Linked DNA regions of Hordeum vulgare: region 2 is linked to region 1. Evidence: chromatin contacts called from public Hi-C data. All regions are on one chromosome and are shown on one strand. The core of a region is the stretch at or near the end of the contact, and the rest is flanking DNA. Distances in the headings are between cores, read along the strand shown. Region 1 holds the start of LOC123399992 (flap endonuclease GEN-like 1). Region 2 has its middle 22 kb from the start of LOC123398324.

What was found. Hi-C and Micro-C count contacts between places; a contact is called where the count stands out from the background.
Region 2: a contact with region 1 is called in a Hi-C map of leaf, with 5 times the contacts expected there. The contact joins the enhancer-like site here to the promoter of LOC123399992 in region 1. A contact is called at or near these places in 1 of 6 Hi-C or Micro-C datasets (leaf) and 1 of 1 datasets of contacts at active chromatin or transcription factors (embryo).

The regions. Positions count from the first base shown.
Region 1 is chr5H:494,972,506-494,977,869 of MorexV3_pseudomolecules_assembly, reverse strand. LOC123399992 (flap endonuclease GEN-like 1) reads right to left here and starts at 2,533. Exons shown (of 8, transcript XM_045094382.1): 1 at 2,222-2,533; 2 at 1,725-1,922; 3 at 1,289-1,459; 4 at 1,008-1,189; 5 at 660-909; 6 at 148-283. The coding sequence starts at 2,425. It overlaps LOC123399991 (SPX domain-containing membrane protein OsI_32082-like), which reads left to right and starts at 3,596. Exons shown (of 6, transcript XM_045094380.1): 1 at 3,596-3,703; 2 at 3,809-3,880; 3 at 3,986-4,106; 4 at 4,193-4,504; 5 at 4,625-4,732; 6 at 4,838-5,364. The coding sequence starts at 3,828.
Region 2 is chr5H:495,730,155-495,735,518 of MorexV3_pseudomolecules_assembly, reverse strand. No RefSeq gene overlaps it. Among protein-coding and RNA genes, the nearest start is that of LOC123398324, 22 kb to the right of the region's middle. Within about 2 kb of position 2,393, at least 1 of the 3 cell types and tissues checked has open chromatin away from gene starts, as enhancers often do. A contact at or near this core is called in leaf, where this site is marked.

The sequences.
Region 1 (5,364 bases), core at 1,284-3,783:
TGAGGACAATCAACAGATTCTCATGTACTTAAATAGTGAAGAACAAAGTATGGATAATATAACTGGCACTTGCAGCAAGTTCAGAAGCTTCACTCTCAAGTGCAGGTGAAATCGAGAAATATTAAAAGCAGTGTTCTTAACTTTTACCTTTAGTATCGAAATTGTCATCACATAGATACAATCTAATTATCTCCTCATTTGGGAAATTTGTCTCAGCAGCTAATCTTTTGCACACCTTGATTTGCCAATTCTCATGTCTTTTCTGTGCTTTCAGATCACGCACCTAAAATTGATTCCAACAAAGATACTCTTAATAAAGATAACTACGACCCATAAACCATTTGAAGGGAAGGAATAAGCACTGTATACTACAGTACTACATTTTATTTGATTGAACAGAAAACATCAGAAGCATTATTGACAGTGAACAAGTCAAGAAACCAGTTTTTGTGCATAATTCAATAAAGATAATATATACAGGTATGCGGACACAAATTAGCAGCTGAGGCCTGAGGGTAGTGCTATCAAACAACCTTGGACAGGCTTAAGGAACAGTTTTTGTCCAAATCAGGCATTGTCAATTATAAAATACACGTGTTCTGAACTGTGGAATACACTGCCGAGAAGGTTATGCTTTACAGTAGATCAAGTGAGATTACCTTTTCACAGCTAGGACATTCACATACGAAACCAGCTGGTTTTTCCATGCAAAATTCTAAAGAATCCACCAAGCAATAATTGCATCCAGTCTTGCTGTGATTTTTCTTGCTACCGGGGTGACCACAGTGTGAGCAGTGAGGCGATCTCGCAACTGGTGGGCTCTTTGTGGATGGTGATGGTAGATCATCGACATGGGCCTTGTCAAATCCTTCTAGGAATGGATAGATTCCTTTACCAATTTCATGTAATCTGGAGAAGGAGAAATAAGATCGGGTTCGGAAATGCAATGTTGGGCAACTCATTATGCTACATATTACAAGAATCTCTCATCAAAGTATGAAACATACTTATCCAAAATCTGATCTTCATCAAATAACCGCACAAATCGAAGTGCAGTCTCAACACCAAAACCAGGCACGCCATGCAAATCATGGTCACTGCCAATAAGAAGTGCCATGGCTACCATTTGTTTCCTCTTCAATCCAATCCCAGACTCAATATCTGCTATGTTGTAGCACTCGAAAGGTTCCTGAAAGAAATTCCGGATCATCGCACCATGGTACAGGGGAAGTGGAGCAAATCATTCATCTCATGGTATAAGAACTAAGAAGTATAACAGGCTGCCTACCTTACAATTCGACCGCATCACTTTTATGACAGTCTTGGCTCCAAAGAGAAAAGCATCACTGTCTGAAGTAATGCAGGCATCCACCTCACCCTCATTGTTCAACTGAGCGCAAAGGGCTTCTGCTTCACCCTTTGCCCACAATACTGGCATTCCAAGATTTTCAAGCAATTCCTATGCGTCACATAAAATGAATACTGTCAAAGATAGAAACTTTACCTGTTTCCAATAGTAATCCTAGAGCACCGAAATGCCTCAGCAAACATAGATTGGAAACTTACATGAACTACTAACGAAATGTCTCAAAGGCTTATAAACACACACAAAGGATCATCTTTTAGTGTTAATACATTGCATTTCAGTCAAGCTTTCTGAACCAAAATTAAATTCTGAATCTTGAAAAGATGAAGACAACATTTGCAAACACATGGGCACTGACCACGCAGTCCTTAACGCATCGTGTGAAGATAGCGTTTCTCGCCTTCACCGGCGCCGGGGCACTGGCCTCCCCTTCCGCCTCGGCGCTCGACGAAGCAGGCAGGTCCACCCCAGAGCCTCGGAAGAAGCGCGCAGCCCTGGCCTGCGACTTGAGCGGCGACGGCTCACCGTCCACCACGAACACCGGGAAAGCACCCATCTGCAGCAGTTCAGAAAACAAATCCGACCGGTGAGTCAAAAAAACAGAGGAATCAAACACAAAGGAGTATTCCCAACACAGATTGGGCCGCGGCCGCATCTCCAAGATTGGCGCTTGAACAGCGCCGGACGACCACTGCGGGACGCAGGATGTCCCAATACCTCAATGCAGGAGACCAATCGCCGGGGAGCATCAGCAGACGGGAGAGATCGACGAGGAACTACGAGTAGAATCCAGAGAGGAGATGGGGGAGGGAGGCCGAAGGGAGAGGCGGGAGGGAGGGAGGAAACCGAACCGACCTTGGCGAAGAGCGAGAGCGTCCGGAAGAAGGTGTTGCGGACGTGGGGGCGGCGCGCGTGCGGGGAGCGCGCCCGGATGGCGGTGCTGTGGGAGACGATCCAGAAGGAGAGGTCGACGGCGACGCGGCGGCCGTGGAGGTACCCCGGACCCTCCTGCCGCGCGTACGGCTTCAGGAGGTCCCAGAAGCTGCCGCCCACGCCCATCTCGTCTCCTCTTCGCCGGCGTCGTCGTCGTCGCCGGACACGGCGGGGGTTCTAGCCTAGGGCGCTCGGGCTCAGCGAATCGCGGGTCTCGCCGCTGCGGCTAATGGGCCGTTGGGTGGGTCGGCTCTCGGTGCCAGTGCCAAGTGGGCCGCGAGACGACAGGTTGCGGCCGTTCGATTAAAAAACCTGAAGCGGTTGCGTTTGCGCCAGGAACTGAAATGTTTTTTTCTGAACTGCTCAAATTCATCAGCAACTTTACTCAAAAAAAATCATCAGCAACTAAAAAAAGAATAGATCCTTCTGGTTAATTGCAAAACGTGAATTCTTGTATGTATAAATCGCAACAAAAATAAAATCCTTTTTTGTATCTCTTTTTAATCTTTGAATTGACAGATGCACCTGACTGTATCATGCTCTGTAGGTTGTGCTGTTATTATAATTCTTTCCTCCCTTGCAAAAAAACAAAGGACTGACTTTTGTTTGCTTTCATTTCCTGAAGCACTAAACTATGATTGTCAACTCCAATGTTCGAGAAAAGAAAACAGTTGTGAGCCTCTCAAAAAGTAAAACAAACGGAATTAGATGTATGTGGATATGATGAGCCATGTAGTAGTGGTCCTCGGCATTATGTATTTGGCCAGAGGAAAATGAAAATAAATGTGTGCCTAATTTTATTTTATTTTACTTTATTTTGCGGGTATGTAATGTGTTTGCTAGGTCGGTTGCTTGACGAATATTTCTCAATAGGATCAGGGAAAGGTTCGGCCGAATACTTTCATACAATATCACCACAAAAGTCAGACAAGGTGATTGTTGGCTGGACCTAACACTACTACTCCCTCCGTTCCTAAATATAAGTCTTTTAAGCGATTTCACTAAGGGACTACATACAAAACAAAATGAGTGAATCTACACTCTAAAGTATGTCTATATACATCCGTATGTAGTCCTTTAGTGAAATATCTAAAAAGACTTATATTATGGAACGGAGGGAGTATGATTTAATCCATGGAGAAGTTAATGGATATGATAGTGAAAAATACATATATAATTATCCTGCCCAGCTGTACGTATCAGACTTGATTTCCACCTATTTGTATCATGGATCTTATCAATCAGCTCATCCAGCCTGCCGGAATGCTTCCCCGGTGGAAAGCTATATATAGTGAATTAGTGAGCACATAGTAGCACACCACCCATCCACTTTCACCACAAAGAATCCGTTCAAGGAGGAGCCCAAGAAGTGATCATTAGTTTTCTAGCTCCATTCTGAGAAAGGTTCACCTGATTATACAATCAGTTCTTATTGCCAAGTTACTCAGTTCTTATCTGATTTTTGGTTATTTCCTCTTTCTGACAGGAAATTATTTCCTCGCCTTGTAGGTATACAATCTGAGCAAAAATGGTGAAGTTTTCCAAGAAACTAACAACGGACCAGGTTCCAGGATGGGAGGAGTATGTGAAATTTCCTCATTTTCTGATCAACTTGAATTGTCTCCTCTGTTGTTCTACTCTGTTTTGGTCCTGATGAAACATCACATGTCTGCTTGTTTCTTTCAGGTACTACTTCAACTACAAATTGCTGAAGGCGAGAGTGAAGGTGTACACGGAGCAGACAAAGGAAGGCAATCACGACCGAAGACGCGTTCTCAAAGATTTCTCAAAGTTGCTCGACGATGAGGTTCTAACTTGTCGATAATTCCATCGGCTTCGCGCAGCTTAAATCTCTCATTTTAGATTATCTCATGTTGTTCCCCTTTGTTTCAGATTGAGAAGATAGTGCTGTTCATGATAGAACAGCAAGGGCTGATCGCGGCGCGGCTAGAAGAGCTAGGGAAGCGAAGGGCGGTACTTGAGGACATTCCACTTCTTCAGGAGATAACTGAACTGAGGGAGGACTACAGGGCAGTTGGCCATGATCTTGTGAGGCTTCTGAAGTTCGTCGATCTCAACGCCAACGCGGTCCGGAAGATCCTGAAGAAGTTCGACGAGCGTCTCGGGTATAAGTTCACGGATTATTATGTCAGGAGCAGATCGAATCATCCCTATTCTCAGCTCCAGCAGGTTTTCAAGCATGTGGTGAGTTAATTGGCCAACACCTTTCAGTGGTGCTGCTTTCAAAATTCAAAAATGTGAACTTGAAATTCAAAATTGTTTCCATTTGAGCATTTGAGGTTTAGAGCCTTGAACTATGTGTAGGGTATTGGAGCTGTTGTGGGGGCATTGTCGCGCAATCTCGGCGATCTCGAGGAGCGCGAAGGAAGTTATCTGAACATCTATGATCAGCACCCACTGGCCATTCCGAAGGTTTCTTTGAGTGCTTCTTTTGTCAGTACAGTACAAAACTACAAGAGTTTTGATTACGCAGTTCTTATGTGGCTAACAATGATCCCTACGTGGTGGCACCTGAAGGATCCTATAATCGACATGATCAAGGCGACGGCGGACAAGCTGACGAACTCGACCAACTTCCTGCGGTTCCTGGGGCAGCACGCGCTGATCGCGCAGGGGAGCATCGCCGACGACTCACCGGAGGAGCAGCAGGTGTCGGAGGACAAGTACCACTTCATCTCCCTGGTGCTCAACCTGGCCAACACCTTCCTCTACATGGTGAACACGTACATCGTCGTCCCCACGGCCGACGACTACGCCACCAGCCTCGGAGCCGCAGCCACGGTGTGCGGCGTCATAATCGGCTCCATGGCCGTGGCGCAGCTCTTCTCCTCGGTCTACTTCAGCGCCTGGTCCAACCGCTCCTACTTCCGCCCGCTGCTCTTCAGCAGCGTCGTGCTCCTCCTCGGCAACGTCATGTACGCGCTGGCCTACGACTTGGACTCCCTCGCCATCCTCCTCGCCGGCCGCGTGCTGTGCGGGATGGGGTCGGCGAGGGCCGTCAACCGGAGGTACATCAGCGACTGCGTCCCGCAGAGGATCCGGAT
Region 2 (5,364 bases), core at 1,144-3,643, 760 kb before region 1:
CCTAGTTTTTATCCTTGCCGTGGTGCAAGGGGACCTCCTATTTACCGGGCGCTAGCTGACACGCAGCCCCCACTCCGTAACTCTAGGCCGGTCATGTGTGGGGCGGGCGAACTCGTTCTTTTTTCTTTACTTTTTTCGAATTTTCTTTTTTCTTTCTTTTTTTGATTCTTTAAAACATGTTTGGGGATTCAAAAAAGTTATGGACTATAAAATATGTTTAAGTTTATTCTTTAATATTTCAACAATTGTTAACGAATTAAAAATTATCCTTAATTTTAGTAAATTGTCTTTAGTTTTAAAACGGAGAATCGGGAAAACGAATACGAATTTCAGAAACTGAGTACGTATTTCTAATATTCCAATTTTTACAAAAATCATGAGTTCAAATATAAGTTCATAAATTTATTTATTTTTATAAATTACAAAAAAGTTTCCCAATTCAAAAAATGCTCATGAATTTAGAATATTGTTCCCAAATTGCAAAAATTATTTATCAATTCAAAACACGTTCAAAAATTCAGAAATTATTCACTGGTATCAAAAATATGGTACATTCTAATTCTGATTCAAAAAATCCCCATATTAAGAAAATTTCATGAATTGCAAAATTATTCCAGAATCTGAATAATCTTTCCAGAATGGAAAAAATGTTCAGAAATTGACAAAAAGTAGTGATTTTTCCTTGTTTAGAAGATTTCAGGAAATGTTTGCAAGTTTGAACTGTTTTACTAATTATAAAAAATTTCACAAATTTTGAAAATATTCACGTGTTTGAAAAATGCGCATGAATTTGGAAAATATTCGCATGTTTGACAAAGATCGTGAATCTGAACATTTTCTCAAACTCCAAAAGAAATTAGGAATTTGAATATATTTTACCATTTTTAGTTCATGAATTTGAAAATTTCTCATGATTGTCAGCCAATTTGTTTAATAAAGCTTACAGATTTGAAAAGGAAAAATGGGTAATACTTTTTTAAAATAATTAGTTTGGAAAGAAGCAGAACAAGAATAACGGGCCGGCCCATTTCCACCGGCGCTGGTGCTCGTTTGGTCGCTCTACGTCGCCCCGTGCGGGGAATAGGATCAATCCGGTGGATAATAGTGGTATATCGAGTGTAGCTTTTCAATAGGGCTCTAACGCATGAACTCGTGGAGGCCCGCAAAAGAAAACTCGTAGAGGTCCGTTGTATGTCGAGATGAGCATGGCATACTCCTTTGATCTCCAGCCATCGTTGTTCTTTGGGTTGGGAACCCGTCTACAATTGAAGCTATAGCTTGCCATGAAGCTTTATTTCTAGCCGACGATCTATTGCTGCATAAAATCATAGTGGCTTTAGACTCAATGCAAAGTGGTGGTTATTAAGTTGATCGTGGCTAAGAAATCGGGTTTTATGGAATGTTACTTTCGTTTTGTTGGCCCGGCCACAAATGTTGAGGCACGTTACTCAGCCAAATATTAACCACTCCTTGGATAAGGGACGTCACACCAGATTTGACCAACCACATGATTCGTTTTGTATCCCTTTTATGATCAACTTTTGATAAATAAAGCATGCAGGATTACTCACTCTCAAAAGAAAAAACTCTTGTCCTCATTGCCTAAAAATATAGGAGTATATCACTTTTCCGTATTCTTTGTGTGTGAGACTGAAATCTGCACGGTCCTGATGCTCAGCATCACTGTCCTTACAACACGTTAAAAATAAAATGGACGGTGCTCGTCGCAGGATGGATAACCTTGTGTTTCATCCATCTAATCCTTGTGATTAGATAATCTTCGCAAGTTCATGAGAGTTCTTTTCGGACGCAAATTACCTGCTAGCACAGGAACAGATGGATGCACACCGCCAGTGGCGAATTTACTAGAGGGGTTTTAACAGGCTTAAGCCCCCCCCCCCCCCCCCCCCTTCAGCACTAGCAACATAATTTTTACTGCTGGTCTTAAAGTCCAATCTATCATTTGTCAGCTCGGCCTAATACATATTTGCACTTCACAGGCAGCTCAGCCTCCCCTTCATTTTTTTTAGATTCGCCACTGCACACTGCGATGTACTTTTATGAAGAGGAAACCTTGGATCACTTGATAGCATCAGATATTATGGCAACAAAATCTGTCTGCCATCGATCGAGTAACAGCGCTTACAAAAAGGGAATAAGAAAAGGACACACACGTTCGATCGGTCAAGCAAGAGCATCTTTGAGCAAATAGAAAGGAACAAGGAATCGACGCATAGAGGACATGGATGGATCACTGTTGAATGTTGATAAAAAAGGACCAGAACAGAAGGTGTTTTGTACGTATATATTCTGCGGTGTATCATGCATGAACATAACCGGAACCGGTGTACGATGGGTATAGCTTACGCGCAGAAGGAGGCGGTACAAGCACGTTCACTACTTCATTATGAGGATGTGGCCTAGCTCGGTAGAGCTATCAATCTGGTTATGTATAGCGATGGGAGCGCTGGGTTTTCATCATGTAAATTAGCTATATGCGAGATGTCGCCTTCTCTGGCGAGGGGGCAGCGTGCAGCCGCTGTCTCATGCGGTGGTCCCGTGATCTCGGAGTCCCGCTCTTCCGTCTACCTATTGTATCGTACTAGATCACTGATGGCGCGCGTTGCCGCACCCGTCTATTTATAGAATGAAATGGTATTAATTTTGATAAATATATGATCACATGAAATATATTGAATTTGCCTAAACATAATAATACATTACTCGGTAATCCAAGGAATCTCATATATACTCTGTAAAAGCAAGGTTACATATACAAATTGTCATGGTGTAACAACATACACAACAATTTAGATTGTAAAATAGAACTAATAAGTAAAGACAATAGACAATAATAAATAAATTGTATACACGGTGCATAAAAAAAATCTTCACATGCTTCTACCAAAGGGCCAAACGTTCAGAAACAAAGAAGAATTATGTCAGCCTAATGCACTTAGCCATTGCTTAAGGGGGGCATCACATTCATAGGAACAAGAGTCCTAACAAGGATTAAATTAGTTGCAATATCAAATAACAATATACTAAGTAATATCATAGGAGCAGCAACGCGTACATGTGGTACTCATATTTTTCAAAAAAAATCGTTGGCTTTTTGTTAAAGAGCAACCAGGCTGAAAGCTATATGTAAGAAAGTGGTAGACGGGCAATTCCGTTTTATACATGAAAAATCTTACCAAAACAAAACCAACATGAAAAATGGTGTTGCTCACTTGCATGAATTATGTAAGGTGCAAATTGAAATGTCCACCAATCAGCAACCACCTATATTGCATACAGTAAAAAAAGAACTTCCCGGTCAGGACAAGTAGCTGATATAGCAAGTAACGTTATGTATAAGATGAAAGACAGAGAGTACTACAACAAAAATGATAACAGAAATAAATGCAAATTATGTGTAAGATGTCAGTACACCTAGCACGTATCCAGTGCGCCGTACTTGAGCTGCTCAAGCTAGATATCATTACTTAGTTATGCATTAGTACAGAAATACATTTCACCAAAGATTCAATCAAATTTTATTTCATGAGTATCTACATACATAGAAGAGGAAACTTGAATCCTCGTTGAAAACATAACATCTATTGAACTGGCAATAATCAGGTTTACTGCAACACTACTGAAAAAGTTGAGCATTAACAGTCTACCCTTGATTGGCATGCTCGTTTATTGTATTTATTTCATTTGACACAGAACTATTGCAAGTTTGAAGTTTGAACTATCGCTACCACTGTTGTGAAACCTTGTTCGACAACTAAAAAATAATGTCATAAATTTATATCCCAGCTAGATTATGTGGTTTTATCTCTAAGAAAGACAAATACAAGAATCTGTAGCAAACGTTGCTTTCTTTGCTTTCTTTTGCATACCTTGGAACTGTAATAAACAAAACAAGTATTTATGAGGTTGAGGAAAAATAAAATGAACATATCTTTGTGTTCTTGAGGCCAGCTTATAAGGTTCAATCATATTCGCTGCACGGTGTACGTGCCATCACATGGTAAAAATTAGATACTAAGTCTATACTCACGTACTTGTGAATTAGAGAGCAAAAACTATCTAACCTAATTTATAATCTTCATGTTATACTACTGCAACTCATAATTGAAAAAAGACCACATGATTTGGATAAAGATAATCTATAGAATATGTAAAAGTAAATTTCCTCCATAAATATTTCCATTTCCACATATGAGAACATTTTGACCTGCAACTGGCTCTATTAGTTCAGGAGAAAATTCACAGACTGGATGAAATATTGTACGGGGGTGAGTGCATGACTTGAGAGAAACAAAGCTTGTAAATTTGTATGAAAATGATTGTCTGGTTACCTTGGAGATGGGGAATTGACATCAACATCCAAAGGAGGAGAGGATATATTGCATAATCAGAGATCTCTCAACAGGTGCACAATATTTTGAAGGTTATAATATATGCTCCGCTTACAGATATCAATGCAAGATTTCATTGCTCTCGACGACAGTAGTGTCCTCAAGCGGCACTATGTCAGACTCGATGGTCATCACCTGCTCCACAAACTCCGTTGTGCTGGATGAACCTGCCAATAATAAGAAATCGCCAAAATGAGCCGACTCCACAGTTGTCGTGGGCAACCGGCAAACAGACACACGACGACCGACAAATAGACGACGAACCTCACGAGTCACGACGGTGACCTTGGTGAACGATGGTGTACCATCCATCGGATCCGGCTGGAGTAGGATGGTGTAGCCTCCCTTGGCAATCCACTCCTGGTTTGCCTTGGGGTTGCCACGAAGAGGTTGGGCAAGACGGAGGTGATCTTGATCTCCTTCCTCTCATTTGCTACCACAACCAAATCAAACCTACACAATACAAACATGGGGAGAAACATAAAAATCATTGTAATGTGCTGCAGCTGCTGCCAACACACAAAAAGGCATAATATATGAACATGATTTCGTAACCTCTGCTAGTAGCTGCTCATTAACAAACTGCACTTTTGATAACCTAAATATACCATGATTTTGTACCAACCTCTGTAAAGATGGTAATTGGGGTCAGGATCAATTGCAAAAAAAACGAAAAGAAAAAGGTATTTAAATAACAGAGGGAGAATGAAAAGAGAAAAATATATGATTTCCATGGTACATCACATACGACAGCTCGGCACACGGATTCCTCATTCACCTATGCTCACACAATCTTGACGCAACAAGTATAGCTCCTCTATCCAACAGTGGCTGCTGACCGCTGCGTCCATAGGTGGGGTATATGTTGTCCTGTACTTTTTTGGCGGTAGCGGCTGGGTAACATACAGCTTGAGGTAGGGACTGGATGGTTCGCCGTGGATCTGAATGGTTG